Linked DNA regions of Zea mays: region 1 is linked to region 2. The links are chromatin contacts, called in public Hi-C maps. All regions are on one chromosome and are shown on one strand. Each heading gives the region's core, a stretch centred on a gene start, on an enhancer-like site or on the middle of the called end of the contact. The rest is flanking DNA. Distances are from core to core; before and after follow the strand shown.

Region 1 (5,640 bases), core at 1,379-3,878, 200 kb before region 2:
GTGCCCCCCCCCCCTCCCCGGTGATCCTTGGTCACCAAACCAGTGCTAAATGTAGGGGGAAAAGCAATGGTTGCAATAATATTCTAACCTATGTTACCCCACATGTCATCAGTATGAGAACAATGTTTCATGGACAATTTGGTACAAAAGATCACGAAACATGCATGGCTGGATCACATGGTTGTTAGATGGTGGATCTAACTACAACAAATGTTTCTAGAAGTAATAATGCGGATCTAGCTGAGGTTTCTAGAAGTGGTAAGTTCATCACTGATGATTTTATTAAAATGAAGTACTAGATTGATCACATCTCAACTATCTGATTGGATAAATGTATTCTTGGACTACAAAGTGTCACAGGAAACATTGCTGTAACTTGTAAGCATATGGCATTGCTCATGAAGTTAGTATCATGGTCTCGATAGGCATGCATAGTTAAAAAACAGCCTCCGCAGCCAATTTCCTCTGTTATTTGATCCCTAATTGGGTAAGTATTCACACAATTGAACTTCACTTCATTTATCTGCGGGAACTGGCACAGTGGGGAAGCCCCGGCTTTCATAAAAAAACCAAGAGGCATATTTGTAATGCAGTGTCAGAAGTAGCCTGCCCCAGTCCTTCAGAAGCACCAGTGGGGATACTGCTTATACCATTACTACTATATAACTGCAGACTAAAAAGTTAACATTCTTTTGAACTGAACTTCTTGATTTGGTTCAGGTAATGCGTCATTAATGGTCAAGTTGACTTAATGATTGTAGTGCAAGGGCATTTCAGAACTTGTGCACGCATACCGAGTGCCATCAAAGCTAGCAATATTGTGATCTAAACGAAGTTGCAAATTCATGCCCTTCTCACATTAACAGCACTGTTTCACTTGGGATTGCATTTTGTCAATGGTTAGGGTTATGGACCATATCAAGTCACAGGACTTATACCAGATGAGTACTAAAAGGGAGGGTTACAAGAGCAGTTTTATTTCTTGTATTAGTTCTGATTATGAGGGCATCATTATCCATCGTGAATGAAAGCATATATGTCCAAGTGATATGAACATGAATGAGATGACACAGGATAATATAAAATAAGTTTTCAGTTACAAGTAGTTGACTTACATTTCTCGAATAGAATTGAAGTAGATTGCTTGATGCGGTAAGACAAGGGAAAGAAATGACATCACTGCATATACCTGAAATTTAATGTACAGATAGTTACAAAAGGATCAAAAGCTGGATACAATATACATCTGTAAGATGAAAGGGTTAAATGAATCAAGACAATCCAGTCATATGATTCCATGCTGACACTTGAAACCAACTATCTAGGACAAATGTTCAAGTTCCATGCCCAGAGGATAGATGCCATGATTCATATGCATTATGCCAAACCAAATAGAACAAAGACATGGCACAAATAGTGTAACCAAACCCCTGTGATATAATAATGTCATGTGGCTGACAGATCATGCATTCATGCAGGAAGCAGAACTGGAAAAATCATGTTTATGAGATAATATGTATTCTTCTCATTCCGATGGTTCCACTACAAAAAAAGTTGATTTTATGAGATGAGGTAAAGAAAATATCTGAGCCAGCGAGCACAAATAAAACATAAACCATTCCGCTCAGCACGTTACTTTAACTCCCACAGAGCTGTAAGATTTAGTAGTCCTAAGCATCATTTCCAGCTTTGAGTACACCAACTATCTGTCCACACTTGTGTTTGGTTGGAGGCCTTCCAAGCAACTCCCAGCCAAAGCAGCAATCTCAGCCACAGATCTCCAAAAATTGGATGCCTGGGATTCATGGCTGGGATCAAACCAAACAGGCTATCGCAGTAAAAGTAAATAGGGTTACTGTGCTGTGGCAAGTAACAAAATCCAGAAATGTGCTGCCGTTTTCCATCAGAAAGAAAACAAAAAAAATGATTCCCCAAAACACAGATACCATTATCAACCTTCAGAAACAGGGACTCTTTGTTTTATTCAAAACAATTATCAATACTAAGATAGCTGCTGCAATCTAATGCATAGGCAACACAAGAATAAACATATGTGAACATAAATGGTTGCTACACATGGTAAGCCATTATTGCTGCATAGAAGCATCAATGAGCAAACCGTTGTAGCTACAGCTGCAGAACATTTCAGTTGGACAAGTCACAGTTCGCCAACAAATCACAGGTAAGAACTAAGAGAGCTGACATAAACAGCTAATATTCGCCTAGTAGTACTAATGTACTATACAGAAGCGGGTCTCCGAGGGCCGAGGGGAGGGCGTACCGGGACCATGAGGATGATGCGGACGATGAAACGCTGGTGCGTGGGCTCGGCGTAGTGAAGGAGATGCCGGTGCACGAGCCGCAGAGCCACCACCGTCGCCGCCGCCGCGGAGGCCAGCGCGGCGGCCGTGTACGCCGCCGCGGACGCCCACCCCTCCATCCCCCTTGCTGCCCCCGGCTCCGGGGAGAGGAACCCTATGGGGGAGGCGGCTCGCGGCTTGGTGGAGAGGGCGAGGTGAGGGGAAGCGAGGCGCCCAGGCGGCGGTGGCAATGTTGTTTGGGGAATCGAGATTCGTAGGGGAGCTGGGCAGCTGCCTCCGGGCCGGTAGGGAAGGACGGATGTTTCCGCGTGGCAAGGGTCGTTTGCGTTGTTGGCGTGTGACGTGACGGGATTGGGATTGGGTTTACGAAGTTTTGACTTTTGACTGCTCGGATGTGTAATTTCGTTGGAGAACGTGAGAATTTTTTTTGTTTTTATTATTTTTAAAATAAAATTACTTTAAAACAACATCAGAAACTGTTTTTTTTCAAAATTAAGTTAGTGTTTGCCTTTCTTATTTTGCTTATTCTGAGCCTAAGCTTAGACTTCATCAATATTGTATATAGCCTTTGAATCTATCTAGTTTCATTTGGTCCTTCTTGCGGCTGCTTGACTTTCATAGATTGAGATTGGATGTTGATTAGACGGTACCTTTCATATATAGATATGGTGGGTGTAATATTACTTCAAAGGCTTTTAGAGTTCCACTATCACTTATTGCATTATATGAATATTTCATGTCGAGTGTGATGGGCATGTTTGGTATGGCGCCTAAGCCGCCACACCGCGCTACACTTTTCAGCCACAGGTGTATACATCTGTAAGATGAAAGGGCCCATATACCCGAATCGGCCGCCACACCTGTGGCTGAAAAGTGTGGCGCGGTGTGGCGGCTTAGGCGCCACACCAAACACGTCTGATATCTTTAGTTCTGGTATTATGGACATAGCCGAAGGTTAATGGCATGATTATCTTTCCAATTGTTGTTGTTTGCTTTCCTCTGAAGACACACAGTGGATGCATGGCCTCTTGTAATCTGTCCTTGTTCTTGCATTTGTCTAAAAGCATTTGCAAAGATGATATTTGGTGCATTGTTTGTAGGGATGTTCCTAAAACATCCGAATTGTATCACAAATCTAATATTTTAGCATAGATATACATAGAATTTAAAGCTAATTTTTGGCAATGATATTAAGAATATTATGAAGTATTTAAATAAATTTTTATATAATTTTTTATGTATATTATTTTCTCCCTACAACAAAAAAGGTGAAAAAACATCTGAATCTGTATTCGAATAGACATCCAAAGTTTATATCAATTATTTAAAAATATATAGAATGAATTTAATGTTTATTTTTTTGAAGATTAATAGCCTCAATGCTAAAAACAAGAATATAAATTTACATAGCAAATTCTATATGTTATTTGTTCATAATCGAAGAAAGAAGACCAAAAATTTGACATCCGAATAAATATCCGGATCCATCCCTAATTGTTTGTGTCTACTAGGACACTAAGTATCACGAAGCCTTTGATAACACAAGATATGACCATGGCATCATTGTGTGGGTAATCCTTGAGTTGAATGTTTTCTTGGGAAAATGTTATTGTAATATGAGACCATTTGGATCTGATATAGGGTCCCTAGACCCCAACTAGGGATGGCAATGGGGCCATTCCCCCGCGAGGAGCGCACCCCGTCCCTATCCCCGCCACCCTCTCGTATCCATGTTCCCCGTCCCCATTCGGGTATATGGGCCCCGACGGGTATAAATCCCCATAAAATCTCGTTTAGTGTCTAATCCATTTCAGCAATGTATTCAACTACATAAATGTAAACATATTGATTTCACAGCATAAGAACATCCATAACTCATCACTTATCACAAATAATTAATTCCACAATCCACACACATCCATAATGCATCACTTACCAACAATAACCATAGTTCACAAATAACTAAATGCAAACTCACATGTCATGAGTGATTAATAATAATAACCACAGTCCATAGTTCCACACTCCATAATGTCCACAACCACAACACTGCAACTATTGAACAGCGAACAGATGATACACACTAAGAGTTTAAGATTACAAGTCCAACAAGAATTTAAGACATCACAAGTTCAATGTCTTCAAGTCCTCAATATCACATTCACAATGCCAGCTCCTGGAAATGAAGACAGAAAAGTTCAATATCTGCATCAAGGCACAAATAACTGAAAATTACATTGCCTTTAGAATATTACCTGCATCCATTATAATATGTCATCCTGAAGCTCGAAGGAAGACCATTTCCATCATTTGTATTATCACAAACATAAAATTTTAGTGTAATTTTATAGCACAACCAACCAAAATAAATGTTTTATATACCTTTGTATTGATTTTTAAGCCAATCTTGTGAGCACATTAACGCCTCTAGCATCGTAGGAGTAAGACAACTGCAATGCTCTAAGAACTCTTCCACTTGTGCTAAATGATGACTATGAAGCAACAATGCTAACTAGAATGGCATAAATATCGCGTGCAATCATCCTCAAGGTAGGATATCATATCCTAGGTACCTTCCAGCAAACCAAACCTTAATGAGCTTTGGTTATATGTCTTGATCTACCCAGCCATCTTGCTCTTACGGTATGGACATATCTTTAGATGATCATTAAGATGTTTGGTTCCATTTTTTGTATCTCCTTGTCACACCCGGATTTAAGGGCAAACTCGGGTGTGAATCATATGTGTGCTAGGATCAAGTCTCACACATATGATGACTCATGGTACAGAAATGAATGTCACATCTTTATTACTTAATAGAAGTTTTGTACAAAATAACTAAATAAATACATCATATGAACAACGATCCTTTGCAACCATGGTGAACTGGGAGACGACGACCTAGACCTCTCACGAACTCACCGCGACATCATTCATGCTCCTCGCTTGTGGTACCTGTCCTTGACCTAGGGGTGAGTACAACAATGGTGAGATCACATATGTTCATCGCTCAACAAGTTGTGGGGAATAATATGCATGACTTATGGTGGGGGCTCATGTGCAGTGTAAGTCTTACCAAAGAGAGTGGTTAATGTTGAGCATTGCTTTTAATAAGTTGGTCAAAATTTTACTAGCAATTACTAAGTATAAGTGTATACCAACCCAATTAAGTAATTGATCACAATTAATAACAAATCCCACGATGCAATGCAAATAACAAATTAAATTTCATTCCATAAGTTAACCATACAAGAGTCCTGAGTCGCTCCTGACCGTGAGCACGGCTGATATACCAGTTTTACACTCTACAGAGGTTGCG
Region 2 (4,946 bases), core at 1,249-3,748:
TCGAGAGAGATGGGTATGAGACCCGTATAAGTTGCCATGGTGGAAACCCAGTCTATGTGATCGGAGATCCCGTGAATTAGGTCATGGAAAGAACAAGCCATTGGTGAACTGAGGAGAGTAACCTTTGACCCTCTCTAAGTAAATATGCAATACTCTCAAATGTTGTAAGGCAGGTTGGCTTTGTGCCTTAATGTGTTTTGTTGGCTTGTATTAGCAAAGATGTTGTCCTGCAGAACATTCTTGAAAGAACACACCTATATGAGTTAGACTGTCTAACGTCGCAGTCTATGAGATCTGGGTGATCTCTAGTAAACTCATAAAGAGACCTTGGAGTACGACGTATATGCTCCACCGGAGAAGGGGACTACTGGTAGCCAAGTACTGGTCATGGCTTCAAGTGAAACCCATTCATACAAAACTTGCAATTCAAGGCATAGTCCATTGTCCAAGTTGTGGGTTGGTGTAGCTTGGAGTTCTAGGCGGAAGTTCAACTTAAGAGTCTCTGCTGAAACACTAGTATATTAAACAGTAGTGAACAGTGGCGAAAACTGCAGATGGGCATTTGAGATCTGGTGGGGGATTGTTAGGATTTATGGGCTAGACCCAATTGAGAAATTCAATTAAATCCCAGGAAAATCTCAAAAGCCCATATATGTGTATGACTAGGGAATGGTGGAACCAATAACACCATATTGCTAGTCCTAGTGGAGTGGAGCTAGTTTAAATATGGAAGTCACACTCACTCACCAAGTCATGGATGAGAGGAGAGAGTGTGGAGAGCCACACGCGCGTGCTCGCTCGCCAGGTCTAGCCTGGCCTGGGCGGGGGCGCGAGCGCACGACATGCTCGTGAATGGTCCGCCGAAATCTGGCCCCTCGCCTTGCGGGGGCGCGACTTCCTTTTGTCGTTTGAATTTTTGGTCGTTTGGCTGTTAAGTTTAGAATCCTAACCGATCGTTATAAAATCTAAACTGAACGCGAGATTTTCGCGGGCGGATAGGATCGAAGATAGCTATCTGTTCGCGGACTCGGTCCTATAAAATGCGCCTGGCAGCCAGCATCCAAATCATCTCAGTTTTCGCTTTCACCTTTCTTCACAGCTGAGCCACCTTCAGTTCTTTTCATCCCGACCGCAGACGTGCATCTGCGATCAGGAGAGCAGGTCTCCGGAACCCTTCGCATTCGAGATCCTGCACCGGGAGAGAGCGAATAAGGTTTTTGGAAAGCGTCCTCACGTGACTGCTCGTGATCTTCTGACCTCGTCGACCCTGCTAATTTCGCTGTTTCGACGTCATCGACCCGACTGATTCCGGCCCGCGCCATCTACCAGTATGTCTGATCAATACGCATCATCTGATTTGACTTTTTTACTTCAGTTCTCTGATTTGATCATGATTTATATTAGAAATTTAATCTAAAAACTATTTAATTATTCAACAGATCCAAGCGTCGCCCGCTTTGCATGCTAGTCAGTCATGCGTGTCTGTCTCACCAGTCACCACCAGCGAGTAGGGATGGCAGTGGGTAAGGTACCCAGTGGGCACGCGAAGCCATACCCATACCCACTAGAAAAAAATTGACTCATACCCATACCCACTACCCATCATGGGTACAAAATTACGCCATACCCATACCCACCATGGGTAGCGGGTACCCATTGGATACCCATACCCATTAGCATTACGATAGACATGATCATTTGAATCGCAAAAATAAGTACCAGCATAACAAATGTATCGAACCCAACATAATTTTATCACAAGTTCAACAATATTCAACATTAAATGGCAATATCATGCCTTCAAATCACACAAAACATAGCATTGATTCTACAAAACTGTGGACAAAACATAACATTCATTTTATATGAGACATATAAATCCGGACCCACGTGTCATATATTAGCGGGTTCCCCATTGGGTAGCGGGTATGGGGCAACAGAGAACATACCCACGCCCACCGTACCCGATGGGCATAACAAATGACCCAATAAAATACCCATGGGTATCAAAATCCGCCATACCCGTACCCTAATAGGGTTTTTACCCATCGGGTTTCGGGTTTTGGGTATTGCCATCCCTACCAGCGAGCCCGATTGTCACTGCATAGAGTTTTTTTCCCCATCGCCTGTGGCCTTGTGAGCCACACCATGTCAACAACTCAACATGCAGCGCCTAGGAGCGCGCGCGAGGGGGTGGCCGGGTGACTGTTTTTTTTAAGTCGCCAGTGAGCGGTGGAACGGAACCGTGGGAAGCAAAGAAGCATTCAGCCGGGTCACCGCCGAACGGCTGGCCAGCCAATCTCTCGTGACTCGAGCCGCGCGAGCTGGATCCAAAAAACCTCCGTGCCCCCACGCGCCTACCCACTGTTCCCGGCTCCCCACCCGCTCCACTCCGTCCCGTCCCGTCCCGTTACAAAACCCCGAGCTGCAACCCCACAGCCAGAGAGAGAGACTCTCCCGGCTCCCCTGCCTGCGCGCCGTCTCCTCCAGGCTCCAGCGCCTCGCGGCCACCCCGTACGTACCACGGCACGGCTGCACGGCCGATGGCGTACCCCGCCGCGCCGCACACGAGCGCGGCCTTCCTCGCTAGCTTCGCGACGCCGCTCCCCGCGCGCCGCGCCTCGCCCCCGACCCGGCGCCGCGCGGTGTCGGTCGCCGCCATCGCCACCACCACCACCTGCGTCTTCGCCGACGCCCCCCGTGGGATCAAGGTCAGTCGCGCTCGCGCATTGCCGTGAGGTCCGCGTGCTTCCGACTTCCAACAATTGGACATGCTAGCCGCCGCCAAGGGCCTAGGCCACGCTGGTGTCAAGCGTGGCGTGATCTGTGTTGCGTTCGCGTGCCGTGCCGTTCCGTGGTAGGGCGGGTCATGGGTCAATCACATTTTCGGGTTGTCACCTGTGGCAGGAGGAGCAGGCGGACTCGGGCGCCCAGGCGGCGGCGGCTGCGGCTGCGCGGAGGGACGTCAGCCCGGACACCGTGGCCTCCATCATCCTCGGCGGTGGCGCCGGCACGCGCCTCTTCCCGCTCACGCGTACAAGGGCCAAGCCCGCGGTAATAAAATCGCCTCAGCACCTCCCTGTTTCTAGACTTTGTCTCCATCGCTCATAAGTCACATTTCGTCATTCATCAATCTCTTGTACGGCATTACTACACAACTTGGGATTAGCGGTTGTAGATTCCCGTTGCAATCCGTGCCATCGACTGAGCTACGGGGTAGTTACTGTAATAGTGATTCAGTCGCCGTCTCTCGCTCTCAGGTGCCCGTCGGGGGATGCTACAGGCTCATCGACATCCCGATGAGCAACTGCATAAACAGCAAGATCAACAAGATCTACGTCCTCACCCAGTTCAATTCCCAGTCTCTCAATCGCCACATCGCAAGGACATACAACTTTGGTGAGGGAGTTGGATTCAGTGGCGGGTCTGTGGAGGTACACTCTTCGGTATAAGCAGGCTCGATTGCGGAATACCATTGCGATGGACTCCTGATCTTGTTTTCTGCCTGTTTATTTTTTGCTCATTGGATAGGTGCTGGCAGCTACCCAAACAGCTGGGGAATCAGGAAAGAAATGGTTCCAGGGAACAGCAGATGCTGTCAGGCAGTTCCTCTGGCTTTTTGAGGTTCTTCCTGGGCCATGTGTAATACTCTACCTTTCAGAGTATGCTATCACTATGTCCAATTAACTTTTTGCCTGATGTTATTCTGTGAAGGATGCAAGACTCAAATGTATAGAAAACATACTGATTCTGTCTGGTGATCATCTGTATCGGATGGATTACATGGATTTTGTGCAGGTCTCCTATCTGCTGCAAGTTGATGTTGTAATTTCAAGTTTCAGTCTTATTTTTCATTGCTTGACAAAGGTATATTATAATATTGTTTTGCAGAAGCATGTTGACTCTGGTGCTGATATTTCAGTTGCGTGTGTTCCAATGGATGAAAGGTCATCCAGCTTTGTCCCTTTTAAATTTGTTCCTTGCCTTTTCTTGGTAATTAAACTAGTATTCAGTTGGCTAACAAAGCAATATGCCAATATGATGATATCTTAGCTACCTATACTGTATGCACTGTTTATTCAGTAGTGCATATTTGTTTATGACTATCATCAATGTTCATGCTGGAAAGCTTCAGATATCTCATGCTTTGCATTTTATAAGAACTAGAATCACTTTGTTTACTGTTGTCATATCCCACGCTAACATATTCCTATCTTCTTATTTTGTTTTTTTATCTCATATATACATGCAGTCGGGCATCTGATTTTGGATTGATGAAGGCCGACAGGAATGGGCACATCACTGATTTCCTTGAAAAGCCCAAGGGTGCAGATTTGGAATCAATGGTATGGTACACTCCCTCTCACTGACCCCAAAGATGAACAACTACTTAATGATTTATTCAGACAAGTATAGATTGACTGCATATTGCCTTTCTTTTGCATAATTAGTATTTTTGTCATGGGCTTCCTTTTATGTTGCATCATCTTCTAAATTATTTGAGTTGAATCCTATGTCTCCCTAACTTCATTTCAAATGGTATCCTTGGATTTATTTACTTTGTGGAAAGATTTTTAAATACTCTATTGTACTTGTTAATGAAGCAAGTGGACATGGGATTGTTTGGATTATCCCCAGAGTTTGCAAGTACGTACAAATACATGGCTTCAATGGGAATATATGTATTCAAGGCAGATGTTCTCAGAAAGCTTCTGAGGTAAGAATTAGAACAAACTTGCTAAGTAAGGCTTTTGTTGGTTATTTTTAAAACCTTTTACGTGAAAGAACAATGTATTGATGACATTTCGTGTTCACAGTTTGTATATAACGATACATCTAGCTTTCTTTTGATTAAGCCTTTTGTGGTTCCCAACAAACGTGAATTTAACCACAAGTTACAAAATTGTTACCTCTTTTGACTTGTATCTTGTAAGACAGGAATTATG

The links. Hi-C and Micro-C count contacts between places; a contact is called where the count stands out from the background.
Region 1: a contact with region 2 is called in a Hi-C map of bundle sheath, with 2.1 times the contacts expected there. The contact joins the promoter of LOC100273640 here to the promoter of LOC100125657 in region 2. A contact is called at or near these places in 11 of 25 Hi-C or Micro-C datasets (bundle sheath, ear, endosperm and 4 more).

The regions. Positions count from the first base shown.
Region 1 is chr7:24,837,097-24,842,736 of Zm-B73-REFERENCE-NAM-5.0, reverse strand. LOC100273640 (Protein LAZ1) reads right to left here and starts at 2,628. Exons shown (of 6, transcript NM_001148056.3): 1 at 2,282-2,628; 2 at 1,116-1,189. The coding sequence starts at 2,440.
Region 2 is chr7:24,638,212-24,643,157 of Zm-B73-REFERENCE-NAM-5.0, reverse strand. LOC100125657 (glucose-1-phosphate adenylyltransferase large subunit 3 precursor-like) reads left to right here and starts at 2,498. Exons shown (of 16, transcript NM_001112588.2): 1 at 2,498-2,711; 2 at 2,908-3,054; 3 at 3,261-3,434; 4 at 3,532-3,624; 5 at 3,715-3,798; 6 at 3,892-3,947; 7 at 4,253-4,346; 8 at 4,605-4,717. The coding sequence starts at 2,544.